Linked DNA regions of Mus musculus: regions 1, 2, 3 and 4 are each linked to region 5. The links are chromatin contacts, called in public promoter capture Hi-C maps. All regions are on one chromosome and are shown on one strand. The core of a region is the stretch at or near the end of the contact, and the rest is flanking DNA. Distances in the headings are between cores, read along the strand shown. Region 1 overlaps Prim2 (DNA primase, p58 subunit). Region 2 overlaps Prim2 (DNA primase, p58 subunit). Region 3 has its middle 22 kb from the start of Gm24901. Region 4 overlaps Prim2 (DNA primase, p58 subunit). Region 5 holds the start of Ptp4a1 (protein tyrosine phosphatase 4a1).

The links. Promoter capture Hi-C pulls out the DNA fragments that hold promoters and counts their contacts.
Region 1: a contact with region 5 is called in a promoter capture Hi-C map of pre-B cells. The contact joins the enhancer-like site here to the promoter of Ptp4a1 in region 5. A contact is called at or near these places in 8 of 39 promoter capture datasets (the 3T3-L1 cell line, the C10 cell line, cranial neural crest and 5 more), 1 of 115 datasets of contacts at active chromatin or transcription factors (embryonic stem cells) and 1 of 9 other capture datasets (liver).
Region 2: a promoter capture Hi-C map of pre-B cells shows a contact between it and region 5. The contact joins the enhancer-like site here to the promoter of Ptp4a1 in region 5. A contact is called at or near these places in 8 of 39 promoter capture datasets (the 3T3-L1 cell line, the C10 cell line, the HPC-7 cell line and 5 more) and 4 of 115 datasets of contacts at active chromatin or transcription factors (astrocytes, embryonic stem cells, epiblast stem cells and 1 more).
Region 3: a contact with region 5 is called in a promoter capture Hi-C map of liver, with 4 times the contacts expected there. The contact joins the enhancer-like site here to the promoter of Ptp4a1 in region 5. A contact is called at or near these places in 5 of 39 promoter capture datasets (cranial neural crest, hippocampal neurons, liver and 1 more) and 1 of 115 datasets of contacts at active chromatin or transcription factors (astrocytes).
Region 4: a promoter capture Hi-C map of the HPC-7 cell line shows a contact between it and region 5, with 11 times the contacts expected there. The contact joins the enhancer-like site here to the promoter of Ptp4a1 in region 5. A contact is called at or near these places in 8 of 39 promoter capture datasets (the C10 cell line, the HPC-7 cell line, cranial neural crest and 5 more) and 1 of 115 datasets of contacts at active chromatin or transcription factors (embryonic forebrain).

What each region holds. Positions count from the first base shown.
Region 1 is chr1:33,593,022-33,597,227 of GRCm38.p6, reverse strand. All of the region lies in intron 7 of Prim2 (DNA primase, p58 subunit), which reads left to right. Among named protein-coding and RNA genes, the nearest start is that of Prim2, 75 kb to the left of the region's middle. Within about 2 kb of position 1,472, at least 36 of the 459 cell types and tissues checked have an H3K27ac peak or open chromatin away from gene starts, as enhancers often do. A contact at or near this core is called in pre-B cells and second pharyngeal arch cranial neural crest, where this site is marked.
Region 2 is chr1:33,612,140-33,616,557 of GRCm38.p6, reverse strand. The region is part of intron 7 of Prim2 (DNA primase, p58 subunit); the gene reads left to right. Among named protein-coding and RNA genes, the nearest start is that of Prim2, 55 kb to the left of the region's middle. Within about 2 kb of position 1,772, at least 4 of the 459 cell types and tissues checked have an H3K27ac peak or open chromatin away from gene starts, as enhancers often do.
Region 3 is chr1:33,211,988-33,216,045 of GRCm38.p6, reverse strand. No RefSeq gene overlaps it. Among named protein-coding and RNA genes, the nearest start is that of Gm24901, 22 kb to the right of the region's middle. Within about 2 kb of position 1,970, at least 18 of the 459 cell types and tissues checked have an H3K27ac peak or open chromatin away from gene starts, as enhancers often do. A contact at or near this core is called in liver, where this site is marked.
Region 4 is chr1:33,533,725-33,538,425 of GRCm38.p6, reverse strand. The region is part of intron 7 of Prim2 (DNA primase, p58 subunit); the gene reads left to right. Among named protein-coding and RNA genes, the nearest start is that of Gm23453, 110 kb to the right of the region's middle. Within about 2 kb of position 2,950, at least 13 of the 459 cell types and tissues checked have an H3K27ac peak or open chromatin away from gene starts, as enhancers often do. A contact at or near this core is called in the HPC-7 cell line, where this site is marked.
Region 5 is chr1:30,947,103-30,951,770 of GRCm38.p6, reverse strand. It overlaps Ptp4a1 (protein tyrosine phosphatase 4a1), which reads left to right and starts at 2,016. Exons shown (of 6, transcript NM_011200.2): 1 at 2,016-2,222. It overlaps LOC115487084 (a long non-coding RNA gene), which reads right to left and starts at 1,900. Exons shown (of 1, transcript NR_164183.1): 1 at 433-1,900.

The DNA.
Region 1 (4,206 bases), core at 223-2,722, 2.6 Mb before region 5:
TGCCCTCTTCTGGCATGCAGGAACACATGCAGATAGAGCACTCATACATAAATAAATCTTAAATTATTTATTAATATATACACACATACATATGTATATATATATTTTCTTTTTTTTTTCCCTTCTGTTCCTTTGACCTGGATCTCTCCTTCTGTCCCTATTATTCATGGACTTGGTATTCTCATGGTCTCATGGATTTCCTACATGTTTTGTGCCTGGATTTTTTTATTTTTTAAAAGATTTAACATTTTATGACTGAGGCATCCATTTTTTTGTACACCATCTTCAGTTTCTGAGATTCTCTTTTTCATGTTTTATAATCTGTTTGTGAAGCTTGCCTCTGAGGTTTTTGTTTGACATCCTAAATTTTTGATTTTCAATCTTATTTCCATTTGGGCTTTCCTTAGTGATACTATTTCTTTATAAGTTCTAATTTTTATGTCTTGAAATGTCTTCATTATTTTATTAAACTCTTAGTGTTTTCATGAGCTTCCTTGAGCATATTCATAATTGCTATTTTGAAGTCTTTGTCTTGTGCTTCTGCTACATTCCATTCTCAGGGCCTACTCCAGCACAGTTGATGGCTTTCGGAAGAGGCACACCGTTCTGGCAGTTCATGTTTGTGGTTTTGTGCTGGGAACCAGGCATCTGGAGTTAGGATGTATAAGGTGTTTTTGGTGTAGATGTCTGGCCTTGTCTCTGTTGGGTGGATGTTTCATTCTTTGGTTGCTGTTGCTCACCTTGGATCCTAGGCAAGTTGGTGGCTGTGGTGTCCCAGTTGAAGGGTGCTTCTGTGGGAGTGGATATGGCCTAGAAGAGAAGACTGTGTCCCAGCCCCTGGGGAGCCCTGGCTACAATGTTCCTATTGATTGTTGGCTGACACAAGGAATGGCGATGGTTTGAGGCTAGCCCAGTGTAGGGCTTCTGGGTAGAAAGTATTTCTAGGGGATCAGGGGCTGACAGAAAGGAATGGAGGAAGAAAGAAGGCTAAGAAGGTTGGTGGGGAAGAGCTAGGCTGAGCCCCCTGGGAACGGAGGTTCTTTGAGAGGAAGGGCTCCTGCAAGTAGGCTGTTAAAGGTCTTAGAGTGAGTCTACTTTGCATGTTTAAAAATAGTATGTCCTAGCTGGTACTTTTTTACACTCACTCATAGGCACCTGTGGGCTTATAGATGACACTTTAAAGGAGAATCTTAAAAAGCAAACATACATATAGAACAAGTTCAAACATTCATATTCCACCCCTTGCCCTGTGTGTGTGTCTTTCTGTCTGTCTCTTTCTCTCTCTTTCCCTGTGTTTGTGTCTGTTTCCATCTCTATTTGTCTCTTTCTCCCCCAACTCCCCATCCCCTTCAGTCTCATTTAAGTGAGGAAACCCAGAGCTTACTTAGCCCGAGGTAAGCAAGTGCCCTCCCTGAGCTAGTCCCTAGCCTTTTGTTTACACTTTGCAAGCATCCATGCAGAAGCCTGCAAGTTCAAGTCACTGTTCTTAGGGCCTCCCAATCTGCCTGTGGTGAGAGCACACTCAGAGAAGCATCTCCTTCTCTCTGGGGCTGCATGAGGAAACCATTTCCCACCTGGTGTAAGAACTGCTTCTAAACACTAAGTAGTAACACATGGCTGCTTCAGTGTTCAGTGTTCAGACTGCAGCATGACCTTAAAGAAAGTTTAATTCACTTGTGGGATGATCTAGGCCATCCTTAGAGATGCACTCGATGATCTGTCTTAGAAGTGATGCTTGCGTGGTGGACCAGTTGCTGTGATGGAGACTTCCTGTCTTATCCCTCCTCTTTCTTCCGAGCCAGCATTCTTTCTGCTAAGACTTTCTAACCCATCTTTTTTCTCTTCCTCTGTCCTAGGACCCAGGGCCTTGAGCGTGCTCAGCAACTTTGTAACCACTGAGTTATACCCCACCCCTTCTTTTTTATATTTTATTCAATTTGTTTCAGACTCTATAGGAGGTTACTTTGTTCTTGTTCTATAATACAAAAATCAGTTTAAATTTTATTTAATGCTTGGCTGAGTTCACTGTATGTTATCCCAGGAGAGGCTTGGTGTTGGCTCCCGCCTTTTCTACTTAATATTGTGTGTGGATTAGTCACACTTCTCAAGGCCATGGCTTTCTGAGCTGGAAGAATAAGCCTGGATTCATAGTATTGTGGGCTTGATCCATGCCCATAGAAGTTAGTGAAGTTTACCATGGCATATATTGTTACCAGTGCAGCTTTCTTATATAATGTTACTGAAGGTACTCAAACCAAGGGCAACTCTTCTGTATTTTGAAAGCTCTTTACTTGGATGAAGTCTCAAGAAAACTCATGAGACTTTCTTCCCCAGTCTAGTTCTTTCTGTGGCAGTGACCAACGGTGCAGGTAATGAGCTATGCAGTCAAGGAGGCTGCTTTCCTGAGCCCATCTAGTGCAGTCAGTTATAATTGTTGAGTAAAAGTAATCAAAGCAGGTGTTTCTTTTAAGTTTTCCCTTCCATTGTACCTTTCTAACTGTTCTCTTTGACCAGCCTTGCTTTCTGAAAACATGGTGTGGTTTTCATTGGAACAGATTTCAGGGTCCTCCATTCTGTGTAAAAAGTCACCTGTGGGCCTTAGGGGAGGTTAAGCACACTGGCATATGAGAATCATCATATTTGACATTTCCCATATTTTGCTGGTTACTCTTACTGTGGCCAGGTAGCGGAGGGCACAGAAACTCTTGATGGCAAATAGATTTCTGTCAGAGGCAGCAGAGGAAGACAGGAGGAGCTGGAAGTTCCTGCCTCCTCCTTTGCTGTCCTTTGCCTGGGACACTAGTCTTTTGCTTGGATTACCCCATTCCTTCTAACCCCCCTTTTAAACCTTATTTATGTAGACTAGCCATGCTGGAAACAGCCTGATGGGGCTCTGGGCTTGATCCTCAGCACCAAAATAGAGACAGAGAACAAAACAGCTTGATAAACCACAAGGAACTTTGAAAACCAAAGAAGAAAGCAACTAAGGAAGGCACTGTGAGAAGCGCCCCTCCATTGTGGTTCTGCTCCTGAGACTCTGAAGAAGCGAGTCACTCATGTCTTCCCAACAGCTGAGGGAGGGAACAGCTGGCTTGGCTGAACTTTGCCTCCCATCTTTGATTTGAAGACTCTTTCTCCTATTGTGGAATGAAAGCTGTCTTCTATCAGGACTGAACACAGTCAGATACTAGCTAAAGTGGAGGAGGCTTCCATATTCAGTAGCTAGTGACAGCAGGGCAGAGGCTGGCTCTATTTTGACACATGTCAATAAGTGACAAAACACTTTTTGTTATAAAATGCTTACTCATCATTTTAAACTTAGAAATCTTTTATACTTCTAATAGATTCTCCTATGGCGCAATTAGAAAACCAGATTTTGGGAAAATTCAACCATCGTTTTTCATTAATAAAGTCATCCCACCTCTGCCTTTTGTCTGTCCCCTTTTCTTCTTGCTGTCTCCCTCATGGGTTTTGTTCTTTTCCCTCATGCTCTAAAATTCAAGAACTTGCCGAGTCTGTTGGCAGCTGTATTGACTGGGTTGTAATTTTTAAAGACCATGGAACAACATTATTTTGGTTGAAGGGCATTTAAATGAATGGAGGGCGAACAGGCCACATCATATTATAAATCCTTATAAGGACTTTAAGTTTCTTCTGGAACATAATGTGATTTGTCAGTTGTCACCCTGTGTGAATTACAGATATCATCAATCATGAGAGAGAAAAATTCCTATTTAAATGTTTGATCATTTGTCTTAAGAAAATGTGATTCCCCCCGCCCCACCCCCCCATTTCTTTTAGAGTCAGAGCCTGATAAGCAATAATGAGTTGGATTCCCACTGGCAGCACCGACCACTGGGGAGTGTTCATGAGTGAAATCCAGGTTGACTTGTCTTAGATTAGATGCTGCTCACACAGCCCTTGGGGTTCTTGAGCTCCAAAGCTGTGGTGTTGATGGGCAGAGGGCCTGTAATGAAATGCATCTCTGTTTGTTGCATTTCCTGTGAAGTTTCCCTCCTTCTGTTTTCATATGTATATCTTTTCTTGTTCTTGATGAGAACCTAAGTGAAAAAGAAAACTGGGTGTTCCTTCTATGGGTTCTTCAATGTAATAAAATTGCATTATCCCAGTTAGATCTGTCCACATATGTATCTTTAAGAAAAAATATTATTTTGTGAATTACCTTTGAATTACTTTAAGATTGTT
Region 2 (4,418 bases), core at 523-3,022, 2.7 Mb before region 5:
TACAGAGAGAGCCCTATCACCTGTCGGTTTTTCAGTTGGAAAGTTTTTGCACAGGGGGAGCTAGTAATATGAAGTGTTACAGGAGTAATTAAGCATTAGGGTATAATTTTTAACAGTGACTGGACATTGAAAAATGATTATGTACCTGTATGGCTTTGAGTTTCAGTTTTCTGACTCATCCTTTATGAGAGAGAGGAGGAGCTAGAAGCCAGCACATTTGGCGCATTAGAATTAGCATAGAGAGAAACCCTGTTATTTAAACCAACTTGGTTTTACAGAGGTAGGTCAGCCAGTGTAGTAGATTCTTCCATGGATTTCATTGCCTAATCTGTGCCAGAGAAAAAATACTGAAAAGCACTATTTGGCTTTCTTTTGTAACTGTTTGTTGTTTATTTTTGTCATAACTGTAATTTTATGTTTTTGAACCCAACGTCCTGTGCATACAAGGAAAATGCCCTGCTTTTGGCTTTCCCCTAGCTCCTAGCAAAAAGATGGTCATTTAGTATCAAGGCAGTACCCACTGGTAAGCATGCACCGAGTCAGGCGAACGGCTACTGCGGAGACAAGTATGACTAGATATCCCAACAGGGCAGTTGGGGAGCGAGGTGGGCAGCGGCATGTTGTGGTCAGTGTAAAAAGAGGGGTTTGGGAAGTACAGAGACAGCAGACAGTGATGAGCTTGGTTTTCCAACTAAGTGCTTCAAAGATGTCACCTTTGGCTTGAGTTTGGCAAGGCTCTTTCTGAGATGCTAGGAGCATCTTGACCTTGTCTCCTTTGGAGGGCAGGGGAGTGGAGGATAAAATGGCTGCTGCTTCCCCTTCTAACTTCTCTCCGGGTCCCTACCCTGGGCTGGTTAGTCCTCCTGCTCCATTCATCAGCTGAGCACTGTTCACGCCCAGGACTGTAATTCTGCGTGTTCAGCTTCACTGCTTGTCCGCTTAATTGCATGCATGAATGTAGGGGGTACAGAATCTAGCTTCTGAATTATACAAGTTGAAGGTTTGTGTCTCAGAAATAAAATTCCTTGGAAGCTTTTTCCCTTATTTAAATAACCCTGTGAGGTTAGGTTGGCCGTTTTAAAAGTTATAGTGGTTCAGAAAATATTTCTTCTAATGTATCCCAGTAATTTGTAAATTCAAAGTAACAGTCAAAACAAAAGGAAAGTTATGAGCAGTTGCTACTATAGCATCCTGGGGAGGTGGGACTGAGGGCACAGTACAGCTTGACTTCCCTTAAAACTCACAGCGTCAGAGTTTTTGTTTCCTTTCTACGTTTTATTTTTATTTATTTATTTGAGTGATTAAAATGTTTGAATGAATGGGCATTTTGACTGCATGTGTGTCTGTGTATCTCGTGGCTGAGGAGGCCAGAAGAGGGTTTTGGATCCCCTGGTAGTGAGGTGCCATTTGGGTTCTAGAAACTGGATCTCAGTTCCTTGCAAGGGCAGAAAGTGTTCTTAACCACAGGAGCCATCTCTATGGGCTCACAGGGCTATAAAATATGGCCCCGTGTCTGTATTTTAAAATGGGAGCTTACCTGTATTACATTGAATTGCCTCATTTTCCCTCTGCTCTTTCCCCCTCCAGCCACCCCAAGGTGACAGCCCCCTTTTCTTTGCTTATTATTTTATTATTGGGGTGTGTGTGTGTATTGTTTGTAGAGCTATGATTTCAAGGCTGATCACTCTGCATTGGACAGTCAGTAAGAGGGCTTGTCCCAGGAGAGGCTGATTCTCCATCTGTGGCAGTCATCTGTTGTCTGTAGTTCTTTGTCTCAGGGTGGGACATTTCCCCTCTTTCATATTAACGTGTCCCTTGACTTGGCCCTTGTTTGAGGCTTGTTTGTACAGCAGTTTCTAGAGGAGACTATTTCACAGGCACTTCCTGGTAATATAGCTCTTACAGTCTTCCACTCCTTCTTCCATGATGTTTCTTGAGCCATAGATGCAGGAGCTGTGATGTAGATCTTATGTTGGCCTGGGCTCCCCACAATCTGTTGAACTCTGCATTGTCCCTGTTTGCTATAAAGAGAGATTTCTCTGATGAGGGGTGGTAGCTACACTTACCTGGAAATGTAGCTTATGTGCAAGAGAATTTGCGGGCTGTGGGTGGGGAGCTAAGTCTGTGGGTCTGATTATTCCTGTTCTTAATGGTAGGACTGGGATCTATTTGGTCTTTCAGTATTAATTATGGTGTTAGCTACCTGTTTTTCAAGATCTTTTTTCCTCAGAATTAAGAAAACTGCTATTTCTAGTTTCTGAGTTGCCTTGGGTGGCGGGTTATGTATGCATATTGAATTTTGTCTTTGGTATTTGTTTACTTATTGAAATGACAATGTGGTTAAACAAAATTTCATTTATTAATGTACTGATTAGACTGATTTAAAAGTATTAAACCAATTTCGCATTCATGGCATAAATTTACCCTGTCAAACTTGTTGCTAAATGTTTTATTCATTTGCCACAAAGGATATTGGTTTAGAGTTTTGTTGTACTATAATATCCGCCTGATGTTGATGCCCAGTTAGTGCCATCCTCACGAAATGATTTGATAGTTTTCCTCTCTATTCATTTTATATGACATTGTAGTAAAAAAAAATACAGTTTAATTATTTTAAGAATGAAATTATTTAAGTTGTCAACTTTTCTTCTTTTCTCTACAAAATAGATCTTAACCAGTATTGTATTATAAACTGACTTTATACCGTATAATTAAAATAAATATTTTTAATATTGAGGTATTTTTTGGAGAAACTGATTAAAATGTTTTATACTGATTTTAAGATTGTAAACCACCCCGCGGAAAAAAATTTAAGTATCAGAATATCTTTAGATAGATTTATGTAGTTTATAATGTTGATTATATGGCATGTAACATTTAGAACATTTATTCAAAGATGTTTTCTTAAAATATCAGAGTATTTTCTTTCTTGCCTTCTCCCTCCCTCCCTCCCTCTCCCTCCCCCTCTCCCTTCCTCTCTCCCTCTCTCCCTCCCTCCCTCCCTCCTTTGGGACAGGATCTTACTATGTGACACAGGCTGTACTCACCCTGTCACCCTCTGCGTTTCTCACAGGTATGCATAACCCCACCCAACTCAGTAGCATTAAATGACTATTATCTATCATCAAGTTTTATTTTTTTTAAGTATTTTTATGTGTATGAGTGTTTTTACTGCATGTATGTGCATGCACCATGTGCCAAAAGAGGGTAGTGTCCCCTGGAACTGGAATGGCAAGTGGTTGTGAGGTGCTGTAGATGTTGGGAACCAAACCTGGTTCTCCTTAGCCACTACGTCCTCTGTGCAGACCCTACCATGTACATTTGATCACTTCTTTATCCACCTCAGTGGCATTGAAATTAATTATTTCCAGTATTTTTGCAGTCACATGCAATGTTGTGTGCACTTCTTTTGTAAACCTTGGTTTTTATTTTTGATCTGTTCATGTAAGTTTAGAAATTATTTTGTGAGAAAGCCTGCTTTTTTGTTTGTGTATGTGCATGTTCCCGCATGTGCAGGCCAGTGTACATGTGTTGAGTCGGAGGCTGATGTTGAGTGTCTTCCTCCATGGCTCTCCACCTGAACCCAGTGTTCACCTACATGGCTAGCCTTGCTGGCCAGCAAGCCCCAGGATTCTTTTCCCGCCTTTTCTAGTGCTGGGATTACAGGCGCTTGAAACTCCAGTCCCCATGCTTGAATGGCTGAAGCTTACCAGCTGAGTGTCCCCAGCCCAAGTTAAGTGTGCTTGATAGCTTAGGGAACTGCCTTTTTAATGTGGTACATCAGCCTGTACTTACGAGAATGTCTGGTTCTATGTTATTCAATATATGGGATTTTAGAGTTATAGAGAACTTGGCTGCTGTGTTAGGCTAAAGTAGAATCTTAGTACTTTTTCTTTTGATAGTAGGAAATATTTAAGAAGTCATATAGAGATCTTTAGAATCGTGTGAGAAGTTATGCAACAGAAGTGCTTTGAGGAAATAAGTTTCTAGAGGCAGACAAAACAGTAACTACATTAGGCTATAGAACTTGCAAGGGAAGGAAGTCTTCATATGTTTAAATGACTTTTTATTTCTCTTGGAAATGAGTGGAATGTTATGGATTGCAGGAGCCATGGGTCTCACGTTCTGATTTCTTCAAAATACCCCAGTTCTTCTTTAACCAAAGAAACCTCAATAGCTCAGTGCTTGGTCTTTATGACTCATATCCTTGATGGGAGTTTTGGGAAAATAGAAGCTTGTTATCAGAAAATAGGTAGGTGTCTGGAACAGTTGAGGTGAACCACATTCCTCACAGCTGTGATACTGATAGACTCAAAAGCAGTCATTTGGAAGAAGTAAAAGAAAATTGCAGTGAAACTCAAACTGTTTGAAAATTTTGACATATTTTGGCTTGTAAAGTAAATTTGATGGGCAATACA
Region 3 (4,058 bases), core at 721-3,220, 2.3 Mb before region 5:
CAGCCTCAGCCTCAGCCTCAGCCTCAGCCTCAGCAGCATAGATTATTAGACAAGCTCTAAATGTGAACCACACATTCTGGTGGCAGTCCAGATAAAAGGACACAAGAGAAGGGAGATATGAGAGAGAAAGCAAACAGGGAAAGCGAATCTCCCTTCTCTTGTGTCCTTTTATCTGGACTGCCACCAGAATGTGTGGTTCACATTTAGGGCTTGTCCAACCGCTTCAAATAATCTGCCAGGAAAATACTTTGCCTTTTAGTTGCTTTTAGACTTAGTCAAGTTGACACCCAAGATTAGCTATCACAGAAACCATGTAAAGGCCTTACTGCATTTCACACTCAGTTAATTGGAATATGTTTGTATCATCCCAAAATTTATTTGCATTTGTTTATGCTAAAACAATCAATTATCATAAGTTAAAAATCCACGTCCTTTTAACATTTGGAAACAATCAAAACTTATAAGCTTTGCAGTAGAAGGCTTCATGGGTGAGTTAATATACACACAGTAGTTCAATTTGCTGCAAAAGACACATGTGTCTTTAAATATGTATTACTGTAGGGAAATTGCTATCGTTCTCATGCAGTTCACAGCATCACAGGGCAAGGCAAATCACTGACAAATCATTTGCATGTGGTTGCCACTGGCTAAAGTCACAGACCACTGTCCACCCTTAAACTTCCTACCTACTCTGCATGCAAGACTTTGGGCCCAAGACAGAGATTTATCAGCAATAAATCCAATAAATATTAAAGAGGAGAAGCAGTCTCACGAGGTAGGGCATTGTGTTTTTCTCTGTTTATAAAGGAATACTTTTATTCATTTCTTGCTCTTCTTCTCCAGGGTAGCGTGCTAGCAAGCATGTCTCTGGTTCTCTGTCCCTGTCTTTATGCGTGTGCTTGGCTTAGATGAGAATGTGTTCATTTGGGAGTGCACAAAGCATGCCAAACCTCCCTATTGATGGTTGCTATTTCAGAGAGGCCCATTGCTAAACTGCTATTAAAGGTTGGGCTGTGACCATTGCGAAGGCTGTCGGCAGCCTTTCCATCAGGCAACCCTCTTGGCACCCCAATCCCTCCCTGCCTCCAACTGCAGTCTGCTGTAATGCATTAGAATTCAAATCCTCGGGTGCTTGGAGTAGCCAGGCAGCAGACCCAGAGACCCTTTCAAATCAGGGTTTTTACACTTATTCTAATCCATGGGAGATGCCAGTGTCTTTCTGCTTGACAAAAGCAGGCAAAACTGTACAAAAGAGGCTGCTAAGACAGTCTGGCAGGGGAAGCTGAGCCCTGTTCTCTTATGGAAAAATAATAAAAGCAAATCCACATCCACTGTTCATTGTGCTAATCTGCTATTTTCACTGCTAGGGGATGGATTCAGGAAGGAAATGACACAATGAATAAATGAGAGTGAAAGTTGGTTCAGGCACACACCAACCTTTAGCCAGCACACAGTAGATCATGTGGTTTTTACTCAACAGAGTAAATATTAGCAGTCACCTTCTCTTGCTGTTGGGTAAGGCTGAACATTAAGTTATTGGTGGTGACAAGGACATGACTTTACCAGGTCATTCAAATGTGGCTTAGCTCTGGTTACCACCTAAGGCCGAGGAGTAGTATGGATCACATAGCTGAGGAAGAGTTGTCTGACTCAGTAAATTGTTGCTTAGAGTGCCCAGATGCAGATCCTGCTCCATCATTGATTAAATGTGAAGATTTGATCCCATTTAAAGGTTTTTCATGCTCTGGAGAGGGAAAAAAGGGATGATGCTAGTATCTCTAATGCAAATGAGATGAATAGACCAATGAGAAGAGCACCAAGATGTTACTTATGGGTAGTCTGTAGACCTGCTTCAGCAGCATGGCCCAGGGGCACTGCTAGAAATGCAGATTCACCAGTTGTATTCATGTACAAAGAATCAATTTCAGCAGAATGCCTATTGACATTAAATTGAGAAATATGATTGCTACATAGACACTGGCCCTAAGAACTCTGTATGGCTTGCCTCCCTGGTAAGCTGTACCAATAATGACCAGACTCCCTGGCTGATTTTACTCTTCTGTTCAGGCTCTAAGCCAATGGAAGAGGCTTTGGTTTCTCTGACACCGGGCTCTGAATATTGTGATTTTTTGGTGGCCAGTGAACAACGGCTTTGCAAACCTGTTTTCTGCATTATAGTGGACCAACATGCTGATCTCCAATGGTTTCTTTGCCTTTTGATCCTGATGTTTCTGGCTAGAGCCATCTAATTTGTCCCATGTATCTGTGTCAGCTTGACTCAAGGCTTTGGATTCCACACTTCATTCTGATGCTTCTGTGTTAGCTGCCAACTGAAGCAGATTCCTTTAGGTGGAAGCCCTTATTAACACACCATCAAGGGTCCTTTCCTTTTGTTTCTGCTTAAACTTTTTGCAGAAAACTGGGCAAGCCCAGAGACATTCCTGTCTTTCGTTTTTAACTTTTGAATGCGTGTTCCATAACCTTGAGCTAAGCATGCCCCCAAATGTGCCTGCCATCTTTCCTTCTGGAACAATAGGCAGCACACATTGAAGAATGCTTTGGGAGATAACTTCCACGCTCTACTCTCTGCTGTAGAGAGTAAGTCTCCATTCTTACTTCTTGGTGAGCTTGTTTTTGGCTTTGTATGCATCAAGATTCATATTCTTTACTTTGGTTACTCTTGCAGTTCATCTGGAAGGTTCTGTGCTTAGTTTCTCTTCCTGAACAAAACAAGAAGAGTATAAGGAACATATTAAAAGAAATGAAAAGATTATTTCATATTGCCCTCTAAGGCTTGACATTACACCTAAATGTTTGATTTCTACAGGTGTATCCAAGAAGAGATTTTCTCACAGAAATTTTATAGCAGATAAGAGAACTCAGCCTTCAAGGGATACAAAGGTCGACAAAGCAGTGTTTCTGGATTTATTGCGAGGGTGTGACATTAAGACCTTTTAGTAGTCAACATTCTTTTGGATTTAGGGAAGAGATTATCACCACACCAGCTTGCTTTATTTCACATCTAACGGTCTTTTGGTAACATGGCATAGAAGCAGAGACCTTCCATAAGCTTTCATGTCAAGCTTATCACAATCCCATGATGCTGGGCCAGCAAGGCAGTGACATTGGATAGGACCAGAATGCCAGAGCCTGTGGATTGCGCTGAAGTGAAAGGATGCAATTGCATGTGAAATGGACAGAATAAAAGCTTCAAGGTCACAGTTAAAGTAGCAGGGCAACCTATAAGAGACTGGAATTCACAGAGAAAAAGGCCTTTATGCCCAGGATTAAACTGTCAAAGGGGAGAGGCTAGCTGCTTATAAACTGTGAGGTGACTGTGACTCGCCGACTATTTCAGGCATGGATGCCCCAGCTGCTTGGGAGGACAAGTCAATAGCTCAACTGCTTGGCCTTTCACAGGTACTTCCTTTTCATATGGTGCCACGTGGGCAGTATAAATCTGTAGGTGAAACCCTGGTTCTTCATTCCTAGGATTGACCGCATGGGCGCATGCCCCTGAGAGGAAAGGATCATTTAGCAGGAGAAGGTTGAAGGTTCTAAAACTGTAACAGCCAAGGAGTTGTTTGGGTTCCATCCAGTCATCATTAGCTACGGGCAACGGCAAGCAAGTGACACTCTGTTGACTTGTACAGTTGGCTGTCTCGTTGCTGCAACCACGAGGTACTCTTCAGAGTTGGGACCTGCCTGTACCATGGTGAACAGAACAAAATACACTATGCCTATAGGCACACATCTAGGAACGAAGGACCAGAAGGCACTGCAGTGTGAGAGCTTAGCCCTTCAGAGTCTACTGTTTAGAAGTTATCATCCTTCTTGAAGATAGATTTATCCCATTTCCTCACTTTTCCCAAAGTTTAGTTTTAATCTTCTGTGTGAGATGGTATTTATGCTAGAATCAACATATATAACACTACCACTATCATGCATTTTTATTTTCATTCATGGTTTTATGTGGTGTCAAAGTGTATACATACTGTGTGTGTATGTGTGTGTGTGTTAGTGATGCATTTTCTTTCTGTTAAAGAATTTATTGCTTG
Region 4 (4,701 bases), core at 1,701-4,200, 2.6 Mb before region 5:
GGTAAAATGTCTTACCCAGATTTTTTTTTTTTAAAAACAAAACAAAATGGAATTAACTTGTTTAGATTCAGCTCCAAATGGAGCTGTGGTATTCCAACTAACAAATGTAATTGCTTTTAATTTGTGTTTCAAAACTTTTAAGTCTATTAGAGGAAATAGTTCTGTTTCTTTTATTATTTTGCCTTAGGCAGCAGATACCTAACCTCCTATTCCATATCCAGAGTAATACATTAGTAATCAGTCAGAACTGTTTCCTGGACATGGCTGGCTCTGATGGCTTCAGGGTGTACTGCTCCAAAATCCACCTTTGGGGAAGCCACAGCAGCAGGAAGGTCCATATCATACTTGGATCTCTTCAAGATACTTTTATGTATTCATTTGTATGTTTATGAATTTTCACCTACAGCATGTTTGTGCACCACATGCATGTAGTGGCTGTGAAGATCAGATTCTCTGGAACTGGTACTACACAGGGTTGTGAGCCACCATGTAGATGCTGGGACCTGAAACTAGATGCTCTGCAAAGAGCAGCCAGTGCTCTTAAATGTTCAGTCATCTCTTTAGCTTAAGTTTTTGGTTTCAAACATCTGAATTCAACTCTTTTAATCTGGCTGATTGATTGATGTTTTGAGGACAGGCCCTCATGTATGCCACAGTGGCCATAAACTCCCCATCTTCCTGCATCAACCTCTTAAGTGCTGTGACTATTTGGCCACCAGACCAGCTCTAAAAGACAATAGAGCCCTTGCTTTGCCATTGACATTAGTACACTTGGCCACCTGCCTACGGTTCTGGATGTCCTCCTCGACTTTTGGTTCCAGAGCTCCGTGGCCTGTACTTCCTTTGTATTTCTCATGTTAACATCTTTCTCCCACAGCGGTGTCAGCTGTAGTTTGGGTATTCATCTTGAATCCCTGCATGCACTGTACTCCTTAGTTTCTCTCCTTGCTGCTGTGTAATCTTGCCCTCTGCAGTGCCTTTCACTGCTGGAGAAATAGCTCGTCCTCACTTGTCTTAGGTATTTCAGAGTCAGGACTAATGGTGTGGGAGATAGATACTATGGAGACAATCTTCCACCTCACATCTGCGTGGTAGCCATTTAAAGAGGGCTTGTTAGTTAGCAAGATGTGTTTATTTTTGTGTGTGCACATGTGGGTATGTGGAAGCCAGAGGCCAGCCTGGGTGTTGTGCCTTTGCTGGTGTTCCTTTAGTGTTACTCGTTGGGTGTTGCCTACCTAGGTTTTTTTGAGACCTGGTCTCTTACTAACTCTGAGCTTGTTGGATAGTCTAAGTGGACTAGCCATGGAGCTCCAGGGAACCAGCCACCTATCACTGCTGCCCCAGAGGTCTCATTATAAATGCACACTACTATGCCTGGCACCGTTTTATGAGGTTTTGAGAATCAAACTTAAGTCCTCATGCTTGAATGGAAAGAACCTGGCTTCCTGAGCTGTCTCCTGACCCCATCCTCATTATTTGTACCCAAACATTATATATATCTCAAAATTTAAGATTATTTAATGATATCAATCTTTTAAGAATTGTTTTTATTACTTTTAAGACGATGTGTGAGTATATGCACCACTTTTTTGCAGTACTCTAGGAGGCCAGAAGAGGGCAGCAGATCTCCTTGGACCTGGAGTTACAGGTGATTGTGAGCTGCCCATTGTAGGTGCTAGGAACCAAATTCATGTTCTTTGAGGAGTGAGCAGTATGTGCCTTTAAATGTGGAGCCATCTCTCTAGCCCCGTATCAGTCTTCAAAACACAGTTTATCTAGGCATCACCGAGTTCAGTTGTAATAGCTCATCCCTGTACTATCAGCACTCTAGAAATAACGCCATGAGGATCACCTTAAGTTTGAAAGTTTGAGGCCACCTGATCTGATCTACATGATGAGTTCTAAGCCACTCAGGGCTATATAGCAAGGCCCTGTCACAGGAAACCCAGTGGGGAGGAAAATCAGTTAAGCTTGCAAAACTTGTATTGCTTAATTCAAATGTGCTAGATGTATTTTTAGGTCTGTCTTCTCAATACTGTCTCAGGCCTAGGCTATGCTAACTTGTATGCCTGTTCCCCTGAAGTAACCATAACCTGGGATTCATAAAGAACAAGTTTTTGTGTTTTCTATATGTAAACAAACAGAAACAAAAACCCTCAAAAGGTAAACACCCCCCAAATTTGAAAATGAAATTTCTTTCTTTGATTACTATTCATTTTAACTTGTAGAGAAAATACTTTATATATCTACTAATAAACACTTTGGTATGATAGTCTATTGTCTTTTCAGAAGGCTGATAACTGTCATTTAGTTTTGATTTAGATTTTTTTTTTGTGAAAGCAGAAATTTGAAAACTTACCTATCAAATGCAGACATACAATTTTTTGTTCATCAATTAATAGAGTGAGTTGCAAGTTCTTGCCACACATTCTGAGCTGGCTATCTGTTATGAGTCTGTTAATCATTATTGCTAGGGCGGTGGCAGCCTCAGGGAAGAATGGAGCAGAGAACCAATACAGTAGCTTAGGGAGGCATTCGGAGAGCATCTGTGATGATGATCTCGTAGTGACAGCCTTAGCCATTTGAAGTCAGTGTACGGCCCTGCCGCTTTCTGCAGTTTGAGGATAGGTTCCCCACCATGCCTCCTTCACCCCAAACCATGCACTACTTTTGAAAATGCGAATTGTTTTACAAGATGCAGAGGAGAGTCCTCAGGCACATTCTACTCAGATCTCCAGTTCAGAAATCATCCTTGGTAGATCTTTGTCCAAGTCTGCATTTTGTTAATACAATGAACACCATGGCCAAAAGCAACTTACAGTCAGTCAGTCAGGGCAGGGACTCAACAGTAGCCCAGGGAAAGAAACTGAAGCAGAAGCCATGGAGGACTGTGTACTGCCTGGGTCCCTCTGGCTCATCTTCTGTTTCCTTTTACCAAACCACAGTAGCCATCAAGAAAATGCTCCCCCAGGTCAGTTGGATGGAAGCCATTCTTCTGTTGAGGTTCCCTCTTCCTCCTGATGTGTCAGGTTGACAACCAGATTGTTGTCAACCATTACAGTAAACTGAAGAGTAAGTTGGTGGTAGAGGAACTCAAAACCAAGTCACTCTGTCCTGGGAAGCGGAGTTGTGACAGCTCTCTACCAGGGACTCTGCTGCTCTGTCTTGTGTAGCTGGCTGGGTCTGGGGCAGCCACTCACTCTCGGTTGAGTACCTCACTAGTGTGGCCCCAAAATGAAAAGTTTGCAGATGTTGGATGTAAGGTCATTGTAATAACTTTAACCTGAGAGCCTAAGAGAATTCTTTGCTGATTTTAATTAGGGAAGAAATTAACTCTTAATTTGAAAACTTCAATCTTTTAGTCAGGGATAAATTAGGAAGGAAGCAAAACAGAAGGCAGGCCCGGTAGAAAATGGAGATGTGTTAATAGTTCAGGGAGAAGGGCCGGAGGATGGACAGAGATGAAGGACTTGAGGAATTTGCCCGTTTGGAGTGAGCAGCTGTCTTGTGGCGCTGTGGTAGAGAGGTGTCTGCTTCCATCTAGAAGAGATGCTTAATTAGGAAGCTGTGGAAACTGACAAGTGCTTGGAGAAGTCCAGCTTGTCTGTTCTGTTCTCAGAGAACTGGCTTTTAAACCATCTAGATAGGTTAATTAAATCTGCTTAGAGAATAGCTTTGGTTCTGAGACATGGAATCGCTAACAATGAAAGTGATATTTTGCAGAGGGATTTGGCATTAAGAACTACATTATAGGATAGGCCGAACGTTTGCCTATAAAATCTGATGACTTTGATAATCTTTCTGGTGGTGACACACTAGGCTGGCATTTTTCCTAGACCCTAAAGACCTGCTTTTGCTAAAATTACAGCATATTATTGTGTCACAGTCTTATATTTTAAATTCATAATTTGTGCATGTGTTGACTTAGGTGAAACCTGGAATGCTTGCTAGTCATTATTTGATCAAATTATGTTGTTGTTTGTTTTTGGATCTGTTCTGCCACGAACTTACAGCCCCAACCCTGAGACCCACAGTAGAATATTTTAAACATTGTATCGCTATTTTTATTGATATAATATAAACATCAGTTTGGTAAGTTGTTTTCTGATTTTGGGAAATCTTTCCTGAGATCAGCAGTGTGAGGATACAGTGTATAATAAATACCAAAGGATGTCTTGTAGTCTGTTACTTTTCCTCTGACTTTGTTTTAGTAGAATATAAGACCTCTTTTAATGAGAGATTTACTTGTTTTGTTGTCTTGAGTCTGTTTCACATTCTCAGACTACATCGGGTGGATGAGTGTCTTGACTTCCTAGTGGAAGTTCTCAGAGGAAAATGCAGTTCACATGGCTGTGAACACACAGAAGAAGCCGGTCTGTCTGCTGTTGGTTTGATGCATGGCATTTATTGCAAGGGTTTGGCTTTCAGTTTGGTCTCCAGGCTTCATTTGAGGTCACATTTCAGAGTTAAATACATTTAGTTTGTTTTGAGTCTTAGGAGATGTTCTTGGTTTCTTTCAGTAATGTGGTTGTGAAAATTATGGAAATTATGAAGGAGTCGGTGTGTATTCCGATTTCCTGATTACTTAGCCATAAGTGGAAGTTCCTCTCCTTAATGCTATCATTTTCCTAGTATCATAACTGGAAAGCTTTTTATACATCTTAATGTTTAGTGCTTTCTCAGATTTTCCATACAGAGATA
Region 5 (4,668 bases), core at 767-3,266:
GCAAACAAAGAAACCAGCCCAAGACACCAAGTAACAGCAGCTGCCAAAGAGACTCTGACTGCCTTGTGAGAATTGAGTGGACTGACCAACAAGTTTATATCTGGTTTAAGATACATTCTTTCAGCAGCAAAGGATGGAAATCTGTCCCTTTCCAAAATAGGACTGGGTGATAATTCCTTATAAAAGGATAATCCCGGTGGAGACAATTCCCCTTCCTGAGAGCAGAAGCCAATCTTCTAGGGCTCAATGAGGACAGCTAACCAAGTACCATACATCAGCAAATATCGTCAGCAATTACGGGATCTGTGGATTACACAGCTCACAATTTGCATCACGAGTTCTACAAGGAAACCAAGACACTGATTTACCTTTGCTTGCTATTTGCTCAGTTATTTTAGCTCACCAAATTCCCCTTTGGAAAAGGTGTCATTATTTTTGTTTTACAGTGTTGACCAACCTTTGGAATAGGGGAGGCAGATTTAATATGCCTAAGTATGTTATTAATACAAGTTGGCCAAGCTAGTCACTAATTATTCTGCCCATGTTTTTCCAAAGCTTAAGTAACACTTACCCAAAGTCACTGGTCATATGAAAGGTTTTAGTTCTGTAATACTCAATCTGTCTTCGGTTGAGTTTCCTGGTCTGCTCAACTTCACTTTACTGTTCAAAGACTTTTCTTTTAATCTCCCTGCATTTTCTTAGGACTTACATAATTTAATTGTTACCTCACTTTACCTCTATTTGTGAAGGGATCTATGCTTCAAGTTCTTGACTTTAAATGGATCCCTGGCCAAGCAATTTTTAATGACGATGAGTTGCTTTTTGTTGTTGTTGTTGCTGTTATTAAAGGTCTGCCCCCCCCTTTTTTTAATGTACTTACGTTGCTTACAGATTGCATGTTTATAAGACATTTAAGTAACTATGCAAGGAAGTCTCTAAATAGAAGTGCTAATAAATCACAAAATTCGGTACACAATAAGAGAGAGCACAACTTATGATTTCTCCGGCCTAATGTGCAGAAAAACAGGGAACAAAAGGCCTCAGTGTTATTGGAAAGCTGAGTTCTCCAAAGCAGGTAAAGGTCCTGTTTACCTGTCCTAGACAAGCGAGCAGAAAGGGTTTTCAGATAAAAGCTGCCCTTGTATGATCAGAAACAGCTGCACTCAGGCTTCACTTAGAAGCCTAGATTAAAAGGACACTGGAACAGGACTGAAGATCAACAAAAGGGGAAAGCTTAGCTTTTGACGCAAAAACTTACATCAGCCCTTGATAAAGCCGAAGATTCTTAATTTAAAAAGAAAAAGAAAAAAAAAAAGCTTCCCCTTAGCAAAAGCTAACCTTTCATTATCTGAGAATGAGCAGCAGTACAAAGGATGCATGTGATTTCGAAATGCCACAAACGAGCCAACTGCAGTTGCCAGAATCAGCAGTTTAGGGGTGTAACCTAAAAAGAAAGGGGGTGGGGGGAGAAGAAGAAAGGCTAGGAAGCAACTAGGCTTCACGTGCCTCGAAAGAAAAAAAAAAAAAAAAATAGGGACATTTCCTGGGTTCCACCGGCTAATCTCTGCGGAGAGCCTTCCCACACGTGGAAGTGCCCGTGGTGACGAGAATCCCTAGTCCCAGACTAGGGCCGGGCTCTGGAGCGGTGAGTCAGCCGCCCAGCGGTCATGCGACATCAATATGGAGTGATGACGGAGATCCCCGGGCGCAAGGGCCAAGGTAAACCGTTGGCCAGCGCGACAGAGCTATGGCCTCGGGCTACAGGGTTCCGCCCGCCGGAGAGGCGTTCCAAGTTGAGGCGAACTCGCGGCTCTAGCGACCGGAGCGTTTGGTGGCGAGGACCAGCCAGCACACCGCGCCATTCATCAACCGGTTCGCACCGGTGGCGGCTGCCCCGAGTGACGTCTGCGTCCCGGGCCCCGCCTCGAGCCGCAGGCGTCCCGCGCCGTGATTGGCTGCCGCCTGTGCGCACGTCGCGCCGGCTATAAAGGGGCGGACTTGTGACGCAGGGGCGCCTGGGCGCGCGCATTGGCTCTGGGCTGCGGCCGGCTCGGCGACGCTCCTCGGGCAGCTCACTGCATGGTCGTCTGGTGCCCCCGCCGCCTGCATCCCCGCCGCCGCCCCGCGACGCCCACCGCCGCCTGCCCTGCCGCCGCCGCCTGCGCCGCCTCGGGACCGGCTGTATGATTAGGCCACAATCTTCAATGAGTAGACATATTCCTGTGAGTACCGCGGGCCCGGCCTTTGTTAGAGCGAGCGACCGAGGAGGGAAAGGAGGGTGGCCGGGCGACCGAAACGCCGGCGGCGGGGCCCGGACCCGGAGCGACCGGCAGGGCAGCCCAGCGGCTTTGTGCGCGTGCCACCCTGCGGCCTTTGTTCCGAGAAGCCGCGCGGGCGTCGTGGACGTGGCCGGGGCGGGGCGGGGCTGCGGGGGGACCGGGACCGGGCGCCCGGGGCCTCCCAAGATGGCCTCGGTGGCCGCCCGCGCTCGCCACCGTGAACCCGTGATTGCGGACCTCGCGACTGTGCGCGCCGCTCAAGCCCGGGCTTGCCGATCGCCGCCGGGCTTCGGTAGTGGCGACCCGGTCGGCGGAGGGGGACTCTGACTCGGCCCCGAGGCGGGCTGCGCGTGGGGCGGTCCGCTCTTGGGCTGGAGCAACAGGAGCTGCTGGGCAGAACTGCGCGGCTCCTGTTGAGCGAGCAGCCCTGCACCATTCCACCGCTGGCGAGCTGAAATTTCCACGGTGTCGGAACGGTCTGTGCGGTGACCAGAGGTCTGGATTCCGGAGCTTAGGGGTCATGAATCCTATCCTGGCTTGCTTTTTTTAATTATTATTATTATTTTGCTGTTTGCTTCGTGCCGGCTAAAACGGTTGGAAAACCAGAAAATCGCGATCTGTTCCCGGAAGGAAACAGCGCTTGCACACGCGCTAGATTGGGCGCGTTACCTGAAACCTGAGTGTATTTGGAACAGAATTGGATAAAGCAGATGATCCCACAGACTGGTTTGATTCTAGAGTCTGACAGACTGAAGCTAATGCTACACACATACACACACACAAATGATCCTTTTTTTTTTTTTTTTTTTTTTTTGCTTATGGTGCATGCAATTAAAATGGGACGATCTCGTCGTGTATCTTGGCTGCCTATCATGTTGAGGTTTTGCCTGTGAGGGAGTGGGAGGATATTATTAAGAAGGATTTCGGTGGTCTCCACTGTTTTAACAGAAGTGTCCTCCAGCCACTGGGTGGCTCCACTCATTTCAAAGCAGTTCAGGAAAATTTTTTTCTTGCTGCCCTCCAGCTTCCTAATGGAACTCTTTAAAAGCTATATCGGACCTGTGTATGAATGTTCAATAAAGTGCCAAATTAACAAAAACAAGGAAGAAAAAAATTTAGGACCATTTTATATACACGGGCAAAAGATTTTTATATATGCAATATATATACATATGTATGTATTTATATATATATGTATATATATAAATAAATAATATTTTTGAGATTATTGGAGGGAGTCTGCTCTCTGAAGTATTAATCTTTACTGGTAATTTACACTGGGTTTTTTAACGCACTGAATAGATGTACTTTGTGAGGGCACGTGTCGGGAATAAGTTGTCTTGCTTGTGGTACCTCCTAGTAAATAAGAGTTTGGGGGATTAGTTCCTTTGTTTCACTATAAAAATAGTCAGGGAATTTTTGACTGATTTTTTTGTTTGTTTGTTTGTTTTTTTGTTTCAAGATTTTACTTGAGTAGTTTGCTCTGAAGGACAACGGTTGTCATTGAGTGTTCTTGTTACTAAGTGCAACTGCTTTTCTTTCCACCACAAACTGCCTAGAGTAGATAGACCTTAAAGGGTTTTGTTAATTCCCATTTTACTTCTATTGGGTTTATCTGAAAGGCTTTTATGCATAGACTCTGAAAAAGTATCGTATGACTATGAATATACTAGTTGGTGCTGGCACCAATCTGCTTTAGCTTTTTTAAGGAGGAACTTATGGAAATGTATCTGTCAATGATCATAGTTATGGTTACATTGTTTGAGACCATTAGAAAGTCTTGATTTCCTCTTTTCATATTTGAATTGGATTTTAGCTTTGCAGCAGAGAAGTGGAATTGGAGTTTTAAAATAGCAAAAAGATAATATTGTGTATATTTTATTTGAACTTGTCTTAAGTAGGATATGTTTGAAGATCTAAGTAAGTCCATAAGTCCGTATTTATAAGAGCCAATCTGATCCAAAGAGATGGCATAAAAATTCTTAGGATCTTTTAAGAAGGAGATTGCTTACAGTTTCACTTAGAGAATTATCCTGCAGTGCAATGTGGTTTATAGAAACAAGATGGCCTGGCATTCTAGGCAGCCTCCCTACTGATGAGTCCTAGCGTCTTGTTTAAGTCTGATCGATTGGGATGGAACCCACCCTCCCTCCCACACACTTCACTCCAGAGGTTAGTGACAGTGCCAATTGCAGACTGAGAAGCTTTACCTAAAGCTATAACTGTGCTTACACTATTCTTAAATGTAAAGGAGCTGCTACAAAATACAAAAAGGCAGGCCCCCAAATTTAAACTTTAGAGACTAAAATGTAAAGGGGTAATTGCATTAAAAGTGTTTTTGTTTTGTTTTGTTTTGTTTGGAAGAAAAGCCATACTCCTTACTTTGAAC